2 separate regions of the Cricetulus griseus genome follow, and region 2 is linked to region 1. A link is a contact called in public Hi-C data. All regions are on one chromosome and are shown on one strand. The core of a region is the stretch at or near the end of the contact, and the rest is flanking DNA. Distances in the headings are between cores, read along the strand shown. Region 1 has its middle 40 kb from the start of Ube2v1. Region 2 holds the start of Ube2v1 (ubiquitin-conjugating enzyme E2 variant 1).

Region 1 (6,960 bases), core at 2,927-5,426:
GACCTCTCATTTAAAGTCTTTTATAAAATAAAAATCTGCTACACTGAAACCACAAACAGCTGCCTTCCAGTACAAAGGAATTGGCTGAAATATACTTAGTGTGCTTAAAACTGTTAATCATTTATAAAAGAATCAGTACTGGGTGAAGATGCTATAGTGTAAAAATTAATACAAAGAGAAATGTTTAACTACTTGTGAGGTTCTTTTTGTTTTGTTCTTTAGTTTTTTCGAGACAGGGTTTCTCTGTGTAGCCCTGGCTGTCCTGGAAATAACTGTGCGGACTGGGCTAGCCTCGAACTCACAAAGACCTGCCTCAAGTGCTGGGGATAAAGGCATGTGTCACCACTGCCCCGATAATTGTGAGTTTCTAAGGAAACATGTAACTTGTGATCATATGTGATTTCTTCTTATGTAAAGATTTTAATTTGTTTTTGGAAACTATGTAACACATTGTGAGGTGATCTTTTCTTGCATAGAAATCATTGTATTAGATGGTATAAAATCGTTGTATTAGAGGTATAAAACCATTGTATTAGATGGAATAAAAGGCATTAGAGAAAAATAAGAGGGCTAGAGAAGGAAAGACTTGGAAGGAAAAACATCAAGAAAGAAACAGAAGGGAGCCACCAGGGAAGAAGAGGAGAGGAGAACACCAGGGGAGATATAGAAAGAACAACAGGGATGAAGAAGAGAGAAAACCTCAGGGTAGAAAACAGAGCAAAGAGCAGAGTAAGAACAAGCCACAGAGAGAAAAGTGAAATGAAGAGTTAGGCTTTGGCCTTCAGATAAAAGTTCCCACGTGTGTCTGTGCATCTGTCCATGACTTCGCCCTCTTTGTATCTCCTCTCCAGTTTCTCTGATCTGTGGGGTGCTGGGCCCCTGGGCAGCAGGAATCCACCCATCTCAGACTGCCAGATGCTGCGATCACAGGCTTGTTCCCACTGCAGTGTGCCTCTGGTTTACATTTCCCGAGTGGCAAATGACTTCTGTGCTTATTGGCCATTCATATAACTTTCCATAGGAACATTTATTCAAATTATTTTACCATTTAAAGAGTGGGGGTTTGCTTGGTTTTTTGTTTGTTTTGTTTTGTTTTGTTTTTCGAGACAGGGTTTCTCTGTGTAGCTTTGGAGCCTATCCTGGCACTCGCTCTGGAGACCAGGCTAGCCTCGAACTCATAGAGATCGGCTTGCCTCTGCCTCCCGAGTGCTGGGATTAAAGGCATGTGCCACCAATGCCTGGCTGCTTGTTGTTTTTGAGAATGGGTTTCACTGTGTAGCCCCGGCTGTCCTGGAACTCACTATGTAGACCAGGGTGGCCTTAGATTCCTGCCTCTGGGATTACAGACAATTCACCAACACACCTACCTATTTTCCTTCCCTCCCTCCCTCCCTCCCTCCCTCCCTCCCTCCCCTCCTCCTTCCTTTGTCCCTTCCTTTAAGAGGTCAAGCATTTTTTTTAAAAAAGATTTATTTATTTATGTGTATGAGTACTCTGTCTGCATGCATACTGGCATGAAAGAAGAGGGCATCAGATCTCATTACAGAGGGTTGTGAGCCACCATGTGGGTGCTGGGAATTGAACTCAGGACCTCTGGAAGAGCAGCCAGTGCTCTTAACCTCTGAGCCATCTCTCCAGCCCCTAACTTGTATTTTATATGCACTGGTGTTTTGCCATGGGTGTCAGGTCCTCTGGAACTGGAATTACAGACAGTTGTGAGTTGCCATGGGGGTGCTGGGAATTGAACCCAGGTCCTCTGGAAGAGCAGTCAGTGCTCTTAACCACTGAGCCATCTCTCCAGCCCCCCTCAGACAAATCTTAAATCCTTAATCATTTTGACAGATGTTGTCAATCAAACTTGTAGCAAGGAAGAAACCGCCCCTGGAATGGGGTGCTGGTTTATACCGTCACCTGCCAGGGTCTGGCTGACAGTAAGGCTAGTAAGTGCATTACAGATGTTCAGAAGGTAATCCTTCTGTTATGTGAGGCTCCCATCATGTGCTCAGCGGCGGCCTGGGACTGGTGGCTGAAGATCTGGAGTATGGCCTTCAGGACAGAAAGAACCTTTGGGCAGAATGACTCAGGGTTGTGGTGACTACAGAAGAGCAAAGACAGGAGGGGAGGTCTGGTGTCCTGGTTTGCTTTTCTGTTGCTGTGATAAAACACGGTGATCAGGGCTGTACGGTGGTCGCACACCTTTAATCCCAACACAATTCCATCACTCTGGAGGCAGAGGCTAGTGGATCTCTGTGAGTTCAAAGCCAGCCTGGTCTACAGATCCAGGACATCCAGAGCTACACAGAGAGACCCTATCTCAAAAAAACAAAAACAAAAACAAAAATACCATGACCAAAAGTAACCTGGGATTTCCAGGTCACACTCCATCTTTAAAGGCAGACAGGCATAACTCCAGCACCTGGGAGGCAGAGGCAGATTGATCTCTGTGAGTTTGAAGCCAGCCTGGTCTATATAGCAAGTTCAAGGCCAGTCAGAGCTACACAGTGAGAGCCTGTCTCAAAAACAAACAACATTGTATGAAATTCTCAATAGAAATATTAGATAAAACATTTCAACACTTTAAAAATCTGATGTGTCTTTAAAATCCCAAAGCCTCTTATGTATTTTTTCTTTCTTTCTTCATTTCTTTGTTTTCTTCTTTTCTCCTTTACCTTTTACTTCTCCTTCTCCTTTTCTTCTTCGACAGGGTTTCTCTGTGTAACAGCCCTGGCTGTCCTGGAACTCACTCTGTAGACCAGGCTGGCCTCAAACTCACAGAGATCCACCTGCCTCTGTCTCCCAAGTGCTGGGATTAAAGGTATGTGCCACCACTGCCTGGCTAGATTACCTATTTTCTTATCTCAAAGAATCAGGCCATAGGATCAATCAGATCAAAGCAAAACCAAATGACAACAGTGTAAATTCAAGTTCTGCAGCTCAGTGTCTGTCATCAGGAGCTCATTCATGATCTTCTGAAGGTGCTCTGAAGACTCGGACCTTTTACTTCTTTGGTTTTCCCAACCATAGCACACACTTTGTCTCCCAGGTTTGGGTCAGCTCACTCCACACCTGCCTCTGTCTGGGTTGTTCCACAGTCCTGGCAACTCTAATATCCTGGGATCTTCACTGTGGCTTTGTTGATACTAATGGCCTCTGTACCCATCTCCAGGGACCCCTCCCCCACTACATGGTGCCAAACCTGAGCTTTTCTTCATGAAGAAGAACCTGAGCTTTTCTTCATGACCCCTTCAATCCCGGGGTTCCCTTTGCAACTGAGTGGGATCACTTTTACCAGTGGCCTCCTGGCCTCTCCTCTGTGATAATCTAGTCTGGCCACTTAGTGTGAAGCCCCAGGAGCTCTCCATGACTTGGTCGTGCCTTTAAAAGCAGCACACATGGGAGACCCTGACACATTAGCTGTCATCTTGAGATGCAGCTTGCTCTGGGGCGACACTTCCCAGAAGATTTCACCTCAATGCTGCTTCTCTCTCTCTCTCTCTCTCTCTCTCTCTCTCTCTCTCTCTCTCTCTCAGTCTATATACAGGGTTCTGCATATATCCCTCCATGCCAGAAGAGGGTACCAGATCTCATTATGGATGGTTGGGAGCTGCCATGTGGTTGCTGGGAATTGAACTCAGGACCTCTGAAAGAATAGCTAGTGTTCTTAAACACTGAGCCATCTGGCCTCTTCTTAATCACTGCTGATTTCATGCTGCATCTGACCAGCATCCATTATCCCAGTGAAGCAACTGTTTCACTCCCACAGAGTCTTAATTCAGGCATAAAGGTGTGGTCCTGACAGTCCTTGACTCTCACGTTTCCTGAACTTTCACAAGCCCCGCCTCCACTGTCTGCAATTGCTCCAGCATTCTTCCAGACTGCCACAGAACAGCTCAATAAATGCTGAATGCTCAATGGCATTTCCAGAGCAAACCTAGGACATCTTTCCACAGTTCTCTCCAAAACCACATGGTCAGGTCCATCACAGCAACACCCTGCTTGCTCTAATTGGTATCTGTTGCTGTGATAAAACACCATGCCAAATGCAATCTGGGCAAGAAAGGGTTTATTGATCTTGTAATTCCAGGTCACATCCTAGAGGTCAAGCAGGACCATAGTAGAAATTTCACTCTCCTTTCCCAGTGACTCAGGGCTGTGTCAGTTTAATAACACATGACTAGCTCTGGTAGAAACACGCACTGTGAGAGCAAAGGCCAGGGGTAGGGAGGCTGGCAGGCGCCGCTCTGGAGGCTTGGCATCTTGAAGCAGGTGTCTCTGGGCACGAGACTGGATTTCTGCTTTCCTTCTGTGAAATGTCGAGACACAGCTCCTCAGGCGGCACACTGAGAGGTGGGGTAACAACCATGGATGAGTTTGGTGCCACACACGGGAATCTGGACTTAGCCAAGGAGCCTTGTGGGGAAGGTTGTCCAGCTGCAGAGGCACCATGGGCTCCTCTCAACACGTGACCTACAGACCCACACTCTCCCCTGGCATTCAAGGCCTCGACGACCCTCTCTCCTACCTCTGGATACCTCCCACTTTTAAAAAATTCCGTATTTTTGCTTTATGTGGATTTGTGTTTTTACTGAATGTATGTCTGTGTGAGGGCGTCAGGCCCTCTGGAACTGGAGTTAGAGACAGTTGTGAGCTGCCATGTATGTGCTGGGAATTGAAGCCAGGTCCTCTGGAAGAGCAGTCAGTGCTCTTAAGCACCGAGCCATCTCTCCAGCCCCTACTTCCCACTTTTAAAAGATACTTCTAACATTCAGTGAACATGTACATGTGTGTGTGTGCATGTGTGTGTGCACATGTGCTCGTGAGCGTATGTTCATGTGTGTATGTGTGTGTCATATGTGTGTGTACTGGTATAAATCATGGCATGTGGTGGTAAGAGGGCATCTCAGAAGAGTTGAATCTCCTTCCATCACATGGTTCTGGGGATCAAACTCAGGTGGACAGGCTTGGCAGCAAGCCCCTTTACCTACCAAGCCATCTCACCAGCCCCAGACTTTATGTTTATTGAGCAGTTTTAAATTCATGGCACAATTGAGACAAAGTCCCAAGATACCCTGCAGGTCCTCCCAACACACACACACACACACACACACACACACACACACACACACACATACACACACACACACACACACCACACACACACACACACACACACACACACACACACACACACACACACACACACACACACACACACACACACACACACACACACACACACACACACACACACACACACACACACACACACACACACACACACACACACACACACACACACACACAGCATGTTGTCTTTACCCCCACTGCTAGGGTGACATGTGTCACACTTGATAAGCCTACAGGGACACTGTTAACAGCCAGAGGCCCCTGCTGACACCAGGGCACCCAGCATTCCTCCCTGGGGAGACCTGGACCAATGTACAATGACAGGATATCAGAGTTCTTTTCCAACATTAATAATTTACTTGTGTGGGGCTGGAGAGATGGTTCAGAGGTTAAGAGCACTGACTGCTCTTCCAGAGGTCCTGAGTTCAATTCCTGGGAACAGCAAGGTGGCTCACAACCACCTTGAATGAGATCTGGTGCCCTCTGCTGGCCTGCAGACACGTGACTGTATACATAATAAATAAAATCTAAAAAACAACAATAATTTACTTGTGTGTTATGTGTCTCTCTGTGCATGCGAACGTGCCACAGTGAGCCTGATGGACGGGGTGTGTGTGGCAGTGCTGCTTGCCTGGACCTCGGCAGCCTCCTGTTTCTCAGCATTTACTGCAATATGTCTTATGTCTGCAGGGGCTGCCACCTCTATTCCCTCTCTGTCCTGGCTAGTTCTTTAGTCAACTTGACACAAGTTAGAGTTATCTGGAAAGAGTGAACCTCGGCCAGATGGTGGCAGCGCACACCTTTAATCCCAGCACTCGGGAGGCAGAGGCAGGTGGATCTCTGTGAGTTTGAGGCCAGCCTGATCTATAGAGCTAGTTCCAGGACAGCACAGCAGTTACATAGAGAAACCCTGTCTCAAGAAAAGAGGGGTGGGGGCTGGGCGTTGGTGGTGCACACCTTTAATCCCAGCACTCGGGAGACAGAGGCATGCGGATCTCTGTGAGTTCGAGGACAGCCTAGTCTACAAAGACCAGTCTGTAGGGACATTTCCTTGACCAATGGTTATTGTGGAAGGTCCAGTTTACTGTGGGTGGTACCCTCTGAGCAGGTGGTCCTGAGTATATTAAAAAAACCAGACAACCCCCCCCAAAAAAAAACAGCTTGAGCAAGCCTCGGGTAGCAAGCCAGTAAATGTTCCTCGATGGCTTTTGCTTCAGTTCCTGTCTCCAGGTTCTTGCCTTGAGTTCCTGCCCTGGCTTCCCTCAGTGATGGAGTGTGACTGAGAGTTGTAAGCCAAAATCAACCCTTCCTTCTGCAAGCATTTCTGCTCATGCTGTTTATCACAGCAATGGAAACTGACTGAGACATCCTCCTTGGTGGAAATGGTCCCCGGAAGTAATTCAGAAGCATCTTTCTTGCTCTTTCACAGCTTATGAATAGCATGGGATTGCCCCTCCCTTAGTATAAGCTAAGGAACATCACAGGGATTGGGTCAGAGGTGACTACGTGACTTGAGACGGTTCAATCACAGTGAACTTCAGGGTCCTGGGATGTGAAGGTCTCAGCAGGACCTGCTAGCCCAGGACTGGGGATGAGGTTCAGTGGATAGACTCCTTGCCTGATACGCACCAAGCCCTGGATTTGGTCCCAGGTACCACAGAGACCAGGTGAGGCGGTGCACACCTGTGATCCTAGCACTGGGCATCTCCTGCTTCACCTCCGGAGGCCAAGGGGGCGATCGGATGGCTAAGGCTCTCAGGTCTCTATGTGGCGCCTGTCTGGGTGGCTGACCCATCCCTACTCCTGCTCCTGGCCAGCAGCTTCTGATCCCCA
Region 2 (6,960 bases), core at 2,605-5,104, 41 kb before region 1:
TTCTAAAGATCTGTCTTTGTTTATCCTATTTATATGTATGTGTCTGTGTATACGACACGTGTGTGCAAGTGTCATGGGCCAAAAGAGGCACGCTGGATTCCCTGAAGCTGGAGTCAGAGGCAGTTGTGAGTGCCTGTCATAGAGGCTGGGAACAGCTCTGGTCCTTTGGAAGAGCAGTAAGTGCTCTTAACCACTGAGCCAACTTGCCAGCCCTCATGTGGTAATTCTTGATGCAATGGTAGCTGGCAGCACACTTGTGATCCCAGCACTTGGGAGATGGAGGCAGGAGCATCAGGGTGTGCCAAAGTCATTCTCAACTGCATAATGGGTTGAAGACCAACCTGGGCTACGGACTACAGAAGATCCTTAAAACAACAACACAAAATAACATCAAAAAGGAAGAAATCCCACCGGGACTGGGCCGACCAGCAAGCAGGCCCCACTGTGGGGCAGGCTTGTTTCTCAGGATGAGCACAGAAAGCAGCTATCCTGAGGGCAGCCACGGAGGAGTAAAGGTCCTTGGCTGTACCCGAGATGGCTCAGTGACCCTTGGGAATTGGGGCTCCTCTCCCATTTCCAGCTGTCCGGGGACACCCTTGAATGGAAGATGACAATCTCTACTGCCCAGATGGTGACATTTCTAGAAGCTGGATGTGTGCAAGAGACCACACCCCTGCATGCATATTTACAGTGGCACCCTGCCAGGGCTTGTCACTCTGGCACTTGATATCTGGTTAACTGTCAGGGCAGGGCAGGCCAGCCCAGCATGTGGGCTGCTGGATGAGAGGAAGAACCTGGCAGCCAAGGGCCACTGTATAACATCCTGCAGTCCTGGAAACACAGGCAAGAAGCTGCCTGCCACTGCAGACATCTTGAGGTTGTAGTGGCTGTCTCAGCTCCTCTCTGATCGCAACAGCAAACGATGTAGGAAGGTGCCAGCAGCAGTGACCATGACCACAAAATCTGAGCTCAACCCTTATAGGACTTCCAAGGCTATACAATGGTTTCCTGGCAACCAGGGCAGAGATGAATGAAAAGGCTCAGTCTAAAGGTGGACTCAGGCCTGAGAACACCTGAAGGGTGTAGAGCGGAGCAGAGGCTAAGCACCCAAGTTTCACCAATTAAGGTCCTGCTGTTTCTACTCTAACACTCCACAGCCCCTTGATGCCTTGGGGCACAATTCAGATCTCATCATGCCTTCTCTTCAAGGCATTCATTCATTCAACACACACTGAATGCCTGCTTCATAGCAGATGTGTGTTGCATAGCTTCCCTTTGCCCTTAGTTAAGACCCAGTCATCTCTCCAGCTCATCACCAGGGCCTTGACATTTATTGGGGGAAGGGGTACCTATGGAGGTCAGAGGGCAACTTGTGGAAGGTGGCGCTTTCTTCTAACAATGTGGGTCCTGGGGATCAAACTCGGGGCCTACGGCTCAGCAAGGGTCTTTACCTGCTGAACCATCTCACTGCCTCCCTGCATTTCTTTTTAATGTGTTTTTTTTCCTAGACAGAGTTTCTCTGTAGCTCTGGACTCTGTCCTGAAACTGTGTATGCCAGACTGGCCTTGAACTCAGAGATCCACCTGCCTCTGCCTCCCAGGTGCTGGGATTAAAGGTGTGCACCGCTGCTGCCCTGCCTTTTAATTAGATCTTTTTAACACTACACACTGGCTCCACCATGGGGGAAGGGGGGGGACTGCATCGAGTCCTGCCCCACTTCTCCAGACTCCCCATTTTCTTCACAGCACTTCCTGCTTTTTGGAGTCACTTTATTTACACCCTGAAAGGTCTTCTGTCTGGTTTGAATGAAACTATCTTGCTTGCTGCACACAATAGGACACAATAGGCCCCAGTCATCATCTGTGGGAAGCCCTCACCGTACCTCAAAGCTTGCCCTAAGGTATCTAGCCATGCTAGGTGATCTTGCTTTATTCTGTGGTGCCAGGGATGGAGCCCAGGACCTCCAATATGCTAGATGAACACTCTAGCGCTGAGCCACATTCCAGGCCAAGCCCTGGGATTCCAGCACACATCAGCAGCTGCTGCTGTATCTCCCCTCCTCTGTACTTAGGAAGCACTGGCAGCGTCTCAGGAGTTAGAAGTAGCTGTCAAACCAGATTGTGAGACGGTCTCAAGTAACTACAAGCTGAGCTGAGTGGCAATGCCACCCCAATACTGGCTGCCAGGCAGTGCACTCCTAGGTCTGGCAGGGACACTGCTCTGGGAGATGTCCATACCCCGCCCCAGTCTGGCTTGACTCAGCCTTGGTCTCCAGGAGTGCCCATGGCTGTGCTGGTGAATGAACTGACCCAGCATTGTGCACAGCCTTCTGTCAGAGACCCCAGGTAGTGTGTGGTGGATCACTGCAGGCAGAACCTCTCTGCTTCGAGTCCCTAAGACACACAAGGAAGGCTTCTTGGAATACGGCAAGAGCAATAATCCTGGAAAGATGACTCCCCTGGAACTTCCCTTCAACCCTCCCTAACCCTGTTGCTGTTGGTGCCTCACACAGCTCCAAGACGCCAGTACCCAGGCCGGCGGCCCATCCTTGCCCCTTGCCCACCCCCATCACCAGGCTCCAGAAGATGCAGCTCTTCATCAACAGGGGGCACCTAGTCTCTCCAAAGTCCTTCCCTGGAAGAGCTAGACACCCCGGGGGGTCCCCTTCACCAATGCCTACCCCATCTCTAGACCGCCAGAGCCCCATGCTGCGACAACCAAGTGCAAGTTGTCTGTCCCGAGACAGACCCTTCGGCTTCCCCCTCAGGCCTATCTCAGGTGGTGGCACAGCAGGCTTCTCTTAGCCCACAAGAGACTGGCAGAGCTTCTCCCCTAAAAGCACCCCCCCTTGCTAGGCCTTCCGTGTCACCCAAGGGTTCTCATTTCAGTGTTCTTCTCTCCCACCCATCCAGATAAGGGGGAGTTTGAGTTGAACCCATATATTTTTCCCAATTATTCGAAGTGACCGGCTCCAACTAAACAGGCACTTCCTTCATCCGCCTGGTGCAGGAAGAGGAGGATTTTCTTCTCCAAAAGAAACATCTTGGGGACTGCACCCCGTCCCAGTCTCCCCACCGATGACACGCCCCACCTGACCTCCGGCGGGGCTCCCGAGGCACCTGCTCGTGCCCACCCCACATCGCGCACGGTTCCCAGCGCGCCCTCCGAGACCTATCTGGGCAAACCGTGGTCCCCACAGCCCAGGCCTGCTCCCGCTGCGGACGCCCGGGCTCTCCCTGTGCAGATGCCCCGATTTCCCCGGGAAGCGACCACCAGGAGACTCCCCCTCTCGCAGCCCCGACCCCAAATTCGCGCGGGGCCCTGGGGTGGCCTCGCCTGCGGCCCGCGAGGCTCCCTGGGGTTGCGCCCGCGTCCCCCACCAGGCATCCCCGGATCCCGTCACTCAGGCCGGCTCAGCGGGGCCTGGCCCGGGCGTTCCCGGGCTCGCTCGGCCCCTCGGCCGGCCTCCCCCACCCCCACCCCCGGAGGCGCCCGCGGAACCTCCGGCTTGGCCGCACCGCCCACGGCCCCGCTGCCCCCGCCCGGGCTTCCGGCCGCCGCCTGCTCGTCCCGGCCCGGCCGCGCCGCCAAGAGCAGCCGCAAGGAGATCGCGGAGCCCCGGCCCGGCCACCGTGGCCTCCGCCAGCCCCGGGCCCAGCCCAGCCAGCCCCGCGCCCCGTCCGCCAGCACGCCCGGCGCCTCCGCTCACCCGAGCCTGTGGTGGCTGCCATCTTGCGTCGCTGTCGCTCGAAGGCCGGCCCCTTCTTCACCCCCCCCTTGAGCTTCCCCGGGCGCTGGTGCGCAGGCGCAGGCGTAGGCGCAGACGCAGACGGTGCCGCTGACGCCCGCTCGGGGTCGCACGAGCCGGGCGGGAAGGGCTTTGCCTGGGTCTAGGGTGAGCGAGCACGAGGGCGGGACTTGCAGGTTGCCCCGCCCAGCCCGGCGCCCGGTGCCAGGGCCCCGGTGGTCACGCTGAGCTGGGAGAGCAAACGGGGGAGGAAGGGCTGCGGAACCCCATGCCTTTCTTGGGCGGTTTCCCCTCTGGCTGCCTCCAGCTCATTATTAATGTGGAAATGAAGCTGAGAGGTGTTCGATTCAGATGCTGAGTCAGATATTTTTGTTATGGGTATCTGAAGAGGTCAAACTGTGGCCACTACAATCTTGTTTCCTGCTTTGCTGCTACCTGAAGGGACCCGGCGCTGCCAGGGGATTGAGAACCTTCCTGAGCATGCATTCAGCCTTTTGTTTGCTTGTTTGTTTGCTTTTCGAGACAGGGTTTCTCTGTGTTGCTTTGCAGCCTCATCTGGCACTCCCTCTTTAGACCAGGCTGGCCTCGAACTCACAGAGATCCACCTGCCTCTGCCTCCGGGGTGCTGGAATTAAAGGCGTGCGCCCCCAACGCCCGATCATTTTTTTTTTTTTAAATCGTTTTGTTTGTTTGACCCAGGGTCCCGGGACTCCTGCTGACCTAGCGTTCGCCCTATAGAGGTGGACGACCTTGAATTTCTGATTCTACTACTTCCACCTCTCACAAGCTTGGGTTGCAGGCCTGTGTTACTCCTGGTTTTAGAAGGGTTGCTGGTGGAACCCAGGGCCTTGTGCCTGCTATGCGAGCTCTCTATCAAGGGAGCCACACCCCTACCTTTGCGTCTTTTCACTCTTGATCTAAACATTCATTCATTCAGATATTTATATGTAGGAGGGCGGCTAGGTGCTGGAAATGACAACATCCCCAAAGAGGCAAGAGTCTGTCTCAGGGTTTACATCCTTGCCGGACAGAGAACAAGTGAATATAAATGAACTCTTTACCTGGGATAGGAAAGGGGAACAATTAGGAAAGGCCTCCTTTGGCGATTCCATTTCAACAGTCTTGAATATGCAAAGGTCTTACAGACATACATCCGCATACACTGTAAACCACATCCCGAAGCCACCTTGGAAACCTCTAAGTGGCTGTGGAAAACAAGACTGAGAAAGGTAAAGTAGCCAGCTCCAGGTCGCACTGCTAAGTGCCTACAGAGGGACAGGAAGCTGGGAGCCCTCACCGGAGCGCCCCATTGTCACCTGTTTGGTTTTTACTAAGCATCTACATTGCATTACCTCGCGGAGTATGTGGTAAACTCAGAATTATAATCCGGTGCAGAAGACTTGTACACCAGAATAAAATGAGTCTGTTACAATTTCTCCATAATAGAGGGAACCAGGTCTCTAGACAAACTGGGAAAGATGACTGTAAGGATTCAGGCATTATGCTGGCCTGCCCCTGTCACCTGACAGAATGCGCTCAGTCAGTGCCCTGGTCAGCCCAGGGTTCCATGGTTGTGTAGTGTGCACTCAAGTGCAAAGGACCCCTTTAAAAAACCCTGCTCATGTAAGCTCTCTTTCCTGCTGTTCTCCTGGGGCAGACAGGATTTTTCCTGTCCCCTCTTCTCTTCTGTCCTCTCTCTGTCTCTGTGTCTCTCATCTCCCCCATCCTTTTATAATAAAACTTCTCACTTAAGCTCTGTCTGCCTGGCATGTTTGGTTTGTCCTTCCGCCTGGGCCAACCTTTCCCGACATGGCATCTGCTAAGGTTCCCTTCTGCTTTATCCCAACAATGACTACACAATGCACAAGGCTCTGCTCCCAGGGTTGGGCCTATGCTGGGGCTCACGAGGTATCTGTGGCTTCGTATTTTAGGAGGAGGCTTTCCTGCTGTCCCAGTGCTGTACTTACTGAGCTGTGTCTCCAGGTTTACATTCACAATACCACACCAGCCTCACTCTAGCCTTGACCTTACATAGGCTGGAAACATGCAGCACCTCCCTGCTGTGGCATTGGCTCTTTTCAAGGCTGCTGGGACCTCACATGGCCTCCCTCTCTTCAGAGCATTCCATCCCTCCTTTTGTTCCCAATCTTAGTGTCACTCCCTTTGGAAAAACTGCCCAGACTTCTCCAGCTGGAGCACCTCAGCTAGAACTTACTTTCAGAATGCTCAATTTCCCAGCTACATGCAGTGCAATTTGCCTGTGCTTCACAAAGCACATGACACCAATCAGCCTTTGGAAGCACAGACGGTGTTTGCTCTAGACTTAGGGCCATGGAAAAGCATTGGGACCAAGAGTGAGCGTGTAGCTCTTGGGGCTGACTCGCTTCAGAAGTGAGTTTCTGGGTTTGAGTCTGCACTGTTTACCTTTTTGGGGAGGCTTCTGCTAAAAGGTTTGTAAAGATAGCTCAACATGTTGTTTAGCTGGGAACCCTGCGAAAGCCCGCCAAGCCAGGTTCATGCCGGACGCACCCAGGAGGCAGAGGCAGGTGGATCTCGGAGTTTGAGGCCAGCCTGGTCTACAGATCGAGTTCCAGGATAGGCTCCAAAGCCACAGAGAAACCCTGTCTCAAAAAACAAAGAAAAAACAAGACTCAGTTCCTAGACCCGCCACATGATTTCTCTCCTGCTTTCTTCCCCCGAGAATCACTCAGGAGTTGCTTTGCTCAGATTAAACCTGGTCTTATTAATTCGGTTTGATCTGACTTACTGCGGAGAAACCCACTACTGTGGAGTCAAAATACCACAGGTACACCCCTATAATCCCAATAGTAGGGAGGTTGAGGCAGGAGGATCCAGAATTGAGGCCAGCTTGGGCTACACAGTTGAGACCCTGTCTCAAACAAGGAATACCCCAGAGACGTGAAATACCTAGTATCTGCTTCCCTGCTCGGAAAAGGAGAATACAGAGTCACCCTTCATGCTTTAGCCTTGACCATGAGAGGATGAAGGTACACCAGGAAAGCTGGCATTCATTAAGCACTCCTAAGAATAGTCCCATTTTAAAGACCAGGAAAGTAAGGCTGGAGAAGTGGCTCAGCAGTTCCGAGTATTTGCTGCTCTTGCAGAGTACCCGGATTCCATTCCCAGCACCCACAGCAGCTGACAACTGTCAGAAACTCCGAGCCCTTTTCTGGATTCTTAGGCATCAGACA

Evidence for each region. A called contact is a pair of places that touch in the nucleus more often than the background predicts.
Region 2: a contact with region 1 is called in a Hi-C map of the CHO-K1 cell line, with 4 times the contacts expected there. The contact joins the promoter of Ube2v1 here to the enhancer-like site in region 1. A contact is called at or near these places in 6 of 8 Hi-C or Micro-C datasets (the CHK-Q cell line, the CHL-YN cell line, the CHO-K1 cell line and 2 more).

The regions. Positions count from the first base shown.
Region 1 is chr6:11,737,612-11,744,571 of CriGri-PICRH-1.0, reverse strand. No RefSeq gene overlaps it. Among named protein-coding and RNA genes, the nearest start is that of Ube2v1, 40 kb to the left of the region's middle. Within about 2 kb of position 4,176, at least 2 of the 6 cell types and tissues checked have open chromatin away from gene starts, as enhancers often do. A contact at or near this core is called in the CHO-K1 cell line, where this site is marked.
Region 2 is chr6:11,778,020-11,784,979 of CriGri-PICRH-1.0, reverse strand. Ube2v1 (ubiquitin-conjugating enzyme E2 variant 1) reads right to left here and starts at 3,854. Exons shown (of 4, transcript XM_027423344.2): 1 at 3,710-3,854. The coding sequence starts at 3,731.